2 separate regions of the Oryctolagus cuniculus genome follow, and region 2 is linked to region 1. Evidence: chromatin contacts called from public Micro-C data. All regions are on one chromosome and are shown on one strand. Each heading gives the region's core, a stretch centred on a gene start, on an enhancer-like site or on the middle of the called end of the contact. The rest is flanking DNA. Distances are from core to core; before and after follow the strand shown.

The links. Hi-C and Micro-C count contacts between places; a contact is called where the count stands out from the background.
Region 2: a Micro-C map of ear pinna shows a contact between it and region 1, with 4 times the contacts expected there. The contact joins the enhancer-like site here to the promoter of MMP2 in region 1. A contact is called at or near these places in 5 of 6 Hi-C or Micro-C datasets (ear pinna, embryonic fibroblasts, liver and 2 more).

What each region holds. Positions count from the first base shown.
Region 1 is chr18:38,814,671-38,818,945 of mOryCun1.1, forward strand. It overlaps MMP2 (matrix metallopeptidase 2), which reads left to right and starts at 1,567. Exons shown (of 13, transcript NM_001082209.1): 1 at 1,567-1,719. The coding sequence starts at 1,567.
Region 2 is chr18:38,881,290-38,885,299 of mOryCun1.1, forward strand. It overlaps LPCAT2 (lysophosphatidylcholine acyltransferase 2), which reads left to right. Exons shown (of 14, transcript XM_070061931.1): 9 at 2,008-2,090. Among named protein-coding and RNA genes, the nearest start is that of CAPNS2, 19 kb to the right of the region's middle. Within about 2 kb of position 2,377, at least 1 of the 8 cell types and tissues checked has an H3K27ac peak or open chromatin away from gene starts, as enhancers often do. A contact at or near this core is called in ear pinna, where this site is marked.

The sequences.
Region 1 (4,275 bases), core at 317-2,816:
GAAGTCACTTCCAGGAAGCCCTCCCGAGTCGCCCATCACAGTTTTCCCATATTTAATTATCCTTCCTGAGACAGTGAACACACACACAAGCACATGCATGCAGACACACATGCACACACACCCACCCACACCCACGCACAATGCACATGCGCATGCACACACACGCACGCACACCCTTTTTCCCCTGAAGTTTTTCCCTCAACCACGCACCAAGAGTGTGGATTGAAAGAGGCGGTAAATACTGAGACAGTGCGTGTGTGCACAAAGATAATGCGGGCTGGGCTGGAGCTGAGCTAACCTGAACGACACCCTCAGCCATGAATCAGAGTCACGGGACCCACACTTGGCCCCCTTCCCGTTCACATGTAAATCTGACGCCAGGCACATGGCCCTGACTGGTTGGAACCTGAAGATGGCCCCTTGAGACTCCAAACTCTCTCCAGCTCAGCTCACCACCTGCGGAGCGGAGAAAGGACCATCTGCAGACCCTGTAACCTGTGGCCTGTGACCCTGACCCGTATTTTCACCTTTGGAAGCCCTGGCCTGCCAGACTGTTGGGGGGTCTGGCACTTGGAGCCCCATCCAGGAGCCTAGCAGGATGAGCGCCAGCTTTCTCCCACCATCCCCTGGGGTCCCTGTTTGGTCTGCTGGCCTCAGGAGCAGAGCATCAGGTTTGGCTGATAACGAGGGAGGGGGCGTTTCTTCCTGGGGACAGGGACCCTGACTGCATGCTGCCCATGGTGAACCCAGCACGGTGTCTGAGGTCAAGCAAGCCTCCCAAATCCTACAAAGGAGAGAAGAGAGACGTGGGGGAGGGAGGAGGGAGCCGGAGGTCTCCTCTCCAACTGTTTCCATCTCTTTCCATGGCAGTGCGTTCTCGCTCTCCAGCTCCAAACATCTGAAATCCGTTTCTCATCACCCCTTCCCACCTCTGACCCACGCCCCCCGGGCCTGGGGCTCCCGCACCGCTCCAAGCACAGCTGCTCTCCAAACTCAGGAGCTCCGGGGCCTCGCGCGACGGCGGCGCCAGATGTTCGCCAGCGGGGGGTCCTCGGGCTGCACGCCTGGAGTCAGGAGAGAGGTCGCGCCCCGAAGGTGGTCGCCCAGGCCTGGTGGAGCCAGCTGCGGCGGGGGAAAGGGGTGGAGAAAGGAAAAAAGAGGAGGGCGGCGAGTGGGGGGTGGGGCGGAGAGGGGCGGGCCCGAGTGCGCCCCCTCCCCCCGCCCCGGGCTGCCAGCGCCCTCCCAGCCCAGCCGGCCACATCTGGCGGCTGCCCGCCCTGTTTCCGCCGCATCCAGACTTCCTCCGGCGGTGCCTGGAGGCTACGCATCTGGGCTTTAAATATACAAAGGGATCGCCGGGACCTGCGAGAGCAGGCGGCAGCGGCGCGGGCTGGGACGCGGAGCCGGACCATGAGCCGCTGAGCCTGGCACAGTCTAGGCGATCGAGCCCGCGGACCCCCCGCACGCAGCGTTGTGCTGCGAAGCCGGCGCCAGCCAGGCGGCTACGCGGCCGCCCGTCCCGGAGCCAGCGACCCCCGCTCGACGCGGGGGCCCGGGAGCGCAGCGATGGAGGCGCTAGGGGCCCGGGGCGCGCTCGCCGGCTTCCTGCGGGCGCTCTGCGTCCTGGGCTGCCTGCTGGGCCGCGCCACCGCCCCGCCGTCTCCCGTCATCAAATTCCCCGGCGATGTCGCCCCCAAAACGGACAAAGAGCTGGCGGTGGTGAGTTGCGGCGCTGGCCTCGAGGAGCCAAGTTGAGTCGAACTTTCCGAAACGGAGGATGGGGGCCGCCCCCGCCCCCCCTCCCCGGACTGGGCACGCGGCGTGGGGGAGGGGCCGGCACGCAGCTTGGGGGGTCCTTGGCAAGCGATTGCGGAGATCTGTTTTGCAAACCCTGGGGCGGCTTTGATCAGCGACTTGGCAACCGCCAGGACGCATGGGGGCGAGAAACGGCGGTGAAGGGCTCGCTTTGCGAATAAGGGGGACTTTGTCTTGTAGTTTGGGGCGGGGGTGGCCGGGGAGGGGGGTGGGGCGGGCTTTTAATCGGCTTTGAGACGCAAGCGTCACCGTAGGCCTGCGACAAGCAACTAAAGGTGTTTCTTTTGCCAACGGGGACCTTTTTTGGAAAGGGGCGCCTTTGGCAGACAGTTCGGGTAAACTTTTGCACACGTGAGGATAGCCAAAGACGGGCTTGGCATGCTTCTGGGAGCGGCTGGCACCCGTCTGGAAAGGGGCCTTAGCCAGACAGCTCGAGGGGACCGCTCCGCCAGGAATCCGGCGTTTGGGCGCATCTTTGTCGCCAGGCTTCACGGACACCTTGGCCAGAAGGGGCCAGGCCTGGGGCTCGGAAAGTTTCCTCGAACTGCTCCAAGGGGTCGGAGGACGGAGAGCCCTGACCAGGCGGGCGGAGGGAGGGGCGGGCGCCAGAGGCCCCGGCGCGTGGGGCGGGGGCGGATGGAGCCCCGCTCGGGTCGGAGAGCGGCCAGCGAGCCCTCCCTCCTGGCCCGGCTCCCGAGCTGCGGCTCCGAAGTTGTTTTGCGAGCGCGCGCGCCTGGCTCCGGGGGCTCCCTGGCCACCGCGTTGCATAAGCGGAGCCGGGAGGCCAGGCATTGCCCTTGTCCCTGTGAGCAGCCCAGGTCGCGGACCCCTGGAGATGTTCTCTCCAGCTGACAGAGTATCTGAGTCCCTGCTGCCTCGGCCATGCTGAAAGCCTACCTTCCGTGCGTCCTGCGCCTCCCAATCTGTGCCTCACAGGAGACCGGTGTCCTCTTGTCGCCATGGAAACTGCTTCCTTCGGGATGGGGGTGTGACACCAGCCCTTCCCTGCTCCCCCAGCAACTGCACCCTCCTCTGGGTGGATGGACTGGGGGACTTCCTTAGGGAGCTACATTTTTTTTTTAAGCGGCTGTAAGCTGGAGTGGATGTAGCTGCTGGAGTCACCCTCTGCAGTCTAGGTGTCCATATTGCCCGAGGCATTGCTTGGGGAGGGGGCGTGGAATTAAGACCCCCTGGCTTCAGGTTGTGTAGGGACCAACTGGCCTGGTAATCTCAGTTTCCTCATCTGCAGGCACAGGAGAGGCCGTCTCCACTGCTGGACTGTGGTTGGGCCTCAATAAGCACTAGCCACTATTACAATTAAGTCATTGTTGTGCCCTCCTGACCACGCCCAGTAAGATCAGGGCCATTGTCATCAGACCTCCTGGCTCCTTTTGCCACTCCAGTACAGCACTTACCACAGTAACTTTTGCATTGATCTCCGACCATCAGATCCCCTGCCTTGGGATTTGAACCACAGAGTCTAGAAAGTTCTGTCTAGTACATCAGTTTATTCCCAACTGTAGCACAGAACTTGGCATGTGATAGGTGTCAAAAAGCATTCGCAGAAGAGCTGGCACTGTGGCAAAGCAGGTAAAGCCGCCGCCTGCAATGCTGACATCCCATACGGGCGCCGGTTTGTGTCCTGACTGCTCCACTTCCCATCCAACTCCCTGCTAATGGCCTGGGAAAAGCAGCAGAAGCCTGCACCCACATGGGAGACCTGGATAAAGCTCTTGGCTCCTGGCTGCAGCCTGGCTCAGCCCCAGACATTCTGTCTGTCTGGGGAGTGAACCAGTGGATGGAAGATCTTTCTGTGTCTTTCCCTTGCTCTCAGTAACTGTGATTTTCAAATAAATAAATAAGTCCTTTTAAAAAAGGATGCATTGAATTAAGCAGTGAGTTGGAGGGTCCCTGAACCTCCACAGGCTCTGGTTGTGGCCTCCGTCTGGGCAGATCCCTGAAAGACAAGACTGTTTTCTTTTTGGCAATGGCATTCCAGGATTTGAACCCAGTTCTGTCTGCTACCAGAGCCCATCCATGCACATGGCCCTTGATCTCTTTATAAGAAACAGGGGCCAGCATTGTAGCATAGAGGGTTAAGCTTCGACCCTGGCGTCCCATGTCAGAGCACTAATTGAAGTCCCAGCTGCTCCACTTCTGATCCAGCTCCCTGCTAATGCACCTGGGAAAGCTGTGAAAGATGGCCCAAATGCTTGGGCTCCTGCCACCCATGTGGGAGCCTGGGATGGAGTTCTGGGCTCCTGGCTTTGGCCTGGCCCAGGCTCAGCCAATGTGACCATTTGGGGAGTGAATCAGTGGATGGAAGATCTCTCTCTCCCTCTCTCTCTTTCTCTCCCCCCCCCCTTCCATTACTGTGTCTTTCAAATAAATAAAAATAAATCTTTTTCCTTTTTTCTGAGAAAGGAGGGACATGTCCCTAAGTCTCTGTTAGGTGAGTAA
Region 2 (4,010 bases), core at 1,127-3,626, 67 kb after region 1:
AGATTGAGGCCCTGCCACTGGTGTGTTGGCTGTGGCTATATTGTTATTGTTCAACCTCTGCAAGCCACATTCTTTATCAGATGGATAAAGTAGACCTTGCCCCAAGGAATTGTTGACAGAGTTAATGGTGTAAAGCCCAAGTACCCAGCACACAGTAGGTGCTTAATGAATGGTGAGTTACTGGTGGATTTCGCTCATTGTACCATGAACTTGTGCCCCCTTGCATAGGGAGCTTCCTGAGGGCAGGGGTCTCATTGCCAGGCTTCAGGGCTTAGTGCAGTGCCCAGTGCAGAAGAGATGCCTCAGCGGTATTTGACAAACAGATCTGAGCCATGGGCCTTTGAGCAAGTCTCTCATCTTTGTGAACTCCAATTCCTTTCAACAAAAAGAGAGGAAGAATTAACACAATGAAATAATACATATAAAGCACCCAGCATGGTACCTGGGCCATAGTTGTAATCCAACAAACAGAAGCTGTTGGCGGGGCCGGTGCTGTGGCATAGCCAGTACAGCCACTCCCTGCAGTGCCAGCATCCCACATGGGTGCTGGTTCAAATCCTGGCTGCTCCACTTCTGATCCAGCTCTCTGCTGTGGCCTGGGAAAACAGTAGAATATGGCCCAAGCGCTTGGGCCCCTGCACTGGTGTGGGAGACCCGGCAAAGCTCCTGGCTCCTGGTTCCTGGCTCCGTATTGGATCAGCCCAGCTCCGGCCATTGCAGCCATTTGGAGAGGGAACCATCTGATGGAAGACCTCCCTTTCTCTGCCTCTGTAACTTTGCCTTTCAAATAAATGAAATAAATCTTAAGAAGAAGCTGGGAACAAGTGATGGCCCAATATTGGATTCTGTGCCCCCTAGGCAGAAGACCTGTGTGGAGTTCCTGCTTCCTGGCTTCTGCCTGGCCCAGCCCCAGTGGGCATTTGGGGAACGAATGAGTGGATGGGATGTCTCTCTCTCTCTCATTCTCTCTCTCTTTCTTATTCTCCACCCCCCTTTCAAATAAACTTAATAGTTAAAAAAACATGGATCTTATTTAGGCAAGAGGAAGGTCCTATTAATCTTGCCTGGTGTGTGGTAGATGCTCAAAAAAATATTTAATGACTTTAATATGGCACCAAAACCTTTTTGGGTAAGAAAACTATAAAGACAAGGATGGTACAAATGAAGTATCACAGACTTTCAGGTGGAGAAGAAGTAAAATTAAAATGATAAAGTTTTGCCAGCGCCATGGCTCACTAGGCTAATCCTCCCCCTAGCGGCGCCGGCACACCAGGTTCTAGTCCCGGTCGGGGCGCTGGATTCTGTCCCGGTTGCCCCTCTTCCAGGCCAGCTCTCTGCTATGGCCCGGGAAGGCAGTGAAGGATGGCCCAAGTGCTTGGGCCCTGCACCCCATGGGAGACCAGGAGAAGCACCTGGCTCCTGCCTACGGATCAGCGCGGTATGTAGGCCACAGCACGCCAGCCGCGGCCATTGGAGGGTGAACCAACGGCAAAAGGAAGACCTTTCTCTCTGTCTCTCTCTCTCTCTCACTGTCCACTCTGCCTGTCAAAAAAAAAAAAAAAGATAAAGTTTTTTCTAAAGCAGAAGAAATGACAAAATACAAAGTTCAATCAACTAATACAAATATTGTTGCTACATGGATATGAAGGAGAGAGGAAAAGGATAAAAGGGGCGTGATCATGTGAAGGGGTGGGAAGTGCAGCTTCCCACTTAGCTCCAGCTTTGCAGCTTCCGGAACTCCAGACTTTGGCCCCCTTCGCCCTGACAACAGGCAGGGAAGCGGGCAGCCCGAGCCCGCTGAGGAGCTGAGGAGCCCGTTCAGTGAGACTAAGGGATGCAGACCCAGGAGCCCTGAGTCCAAGCCCCTGAGCCTTGCGTCACATGTGCCGCCTGTGCTCTGGAAAGGCAGTGGGCGGGGCCTGTTGCTGGCGAGCTCGTACATGGATTTCCTTGCTTCTACCGTCTGAGGCCCAAGAGTTGTGATGCCGAGGTCTGTTTGTCTTCCAGTTCATGCCTGTGCAAGTCCCAAGCGATGAAGAAAAAAGTGATCCTGTGCTTTTTGCCAGTAGAGTCCGGAACTTAATGGCTGAGTAAGTGTCTGCATACAATTATAACCAGTAAATAGTATGAAAATGGTGGGTAGACGTCACTTAACATAGTTTTAAGGCTTTCTGTTTCCCCTGAGGGCTGTCAGTCCCCAGCTCATTTTGGTAAGTAAAATGATGCACCAGGGACACGATCAGTAAGTCTAGAAATAGTTCCCCTGCTGGCTGCCCCAAAGATGGAGGAGGGTCCTTGGCTGACCGGAAGAGATCAGTCAGTGCCTTCTGCAAGGTGGGCTCTCCAAGCTGACCCCTCACCGTGAGACGGCCTGGTGGTGGTCTCGGGTGTCCGGCTCTGGCCCACCTGTAGTCTCCATATAGGAGGCTCCATATGGGATAGTCTTCTATACAGGGCAGGAAGGGAACAAGATGCACAGAGACACAGAAAAGTTACTCCTGGAAGGGATGGCTGTAAGTGTAAGTTTTAGAAAGTGCAAAACCTAAGGTCAATCATTTCCTGCACATAGGGCGTTTTAGCTGGCACCTCTTCCAACTAGCAGGATCACCCCGGCTTGCCACGGGAGAATGCGTTATACTGTACCTCCCTCCACCCAGGCAGCCTCAGAGCACTGCCGGTGTGCACACACTCTGTGGGCTGCAGCGCCCACAGTCACCCCTAGGAGCTGGTTTGGAGCTAACAGGGCAGCAGCAATGTTTATTCTCCTAGGACAGATCCAGTAGGAACTCTGAATTGGCCTTCAGACGGACTCTGGCTTTACTGCCAGATTTATTTACAAATGTATGTGTGCTTCTTCCGACATGTATCTAAACATTCTTAGCAGAATCAATTCATTTTTTAAAAAATAAATATTTAGGGGCCAGTGCCGTGGTGCACTAGGTTAATCCTCCACCTGTGGCACCGGTATCCCATATGGGTTCCAATTCTAGTCCCGGCTGCTCCTCTTCCAGTCCAGCTCTCTGTTGTGGCCCGGGAGGGCAGTGGAGGATGGCCCAAGTGCTTGGGCCCTGCATCCGCATGGGAGACCAGGAGAAGCACCTGGCTCCTGGCTTTGGATCAGCATAGCTCCGGCTGTAGCGGCCATTTGGGGGGTGAACCAATGGAAGGAAGACCTTTCTCTCTGTCTCTCTCTCTCACTGTCTGTAACTCTACCTGTAAAATAAATAAATAAAATCTTTAAAAATAATATTTAAATGTTCAGCTAAAAGAGTCTCTTACCAAGTATAACCAGGTGTGCTTGTTGATCTAGTTTCTAGATCAGCTCCAAATTTTGCTTTTATACTATTTTTTCTTTCTTATGTTTTCATACCAGCTCAGATCCAAAAGGTAGGCACTGAGAAAATTTACGTCAGCCATCTTGGCTTCCTAAAAACAGAATTTGCAGATGTTGAGGCCTAAAGGCCTTACATAAAGAGGAAAAGAGACTGTGATTAGCTGTCCCCTCCTAGGTTCCTTCTCACACGTGACGTGGGAACCAACCTCATTACCTTGCCCTTGTCGTGGTTTTGATTATTTTTTTAAACATTTATTTATTCATTTGAAAGGCAGAGCTACACTGAGGGAGACAGAGAGAGAGAGAGAGAAGGAGGGGGGAGCTGGGCCGATCCTGGAGCTTCCTCCAGGTCCCCTACGTGGGTGCAGGGGATTTCCCACTGCTTTCCCAGGCTGTAGCAGAGAGCTGGATCAGGAGTGGAGCAGCTGGGACTCCAACCAGCGCCCATATAGGATGCTGGTACTGCAGGCAGTGGCTTTACCTGCTACGCCACAGCACTGGCTCCTGAGGTTTCGATTATGAGATTCAAGGAGGATACTACATGATCGAAGCTTTTAAAAATGTTGAAGAGCGAGATAGATGTAAGGTGGTGGTGGTTACAAAGTGTGTGCTAGGCCCTTTGCCCGTGTCACCTAAAATTATCCTCGCAGCAGCTCCGTGAGTCAGGAGAGAGACC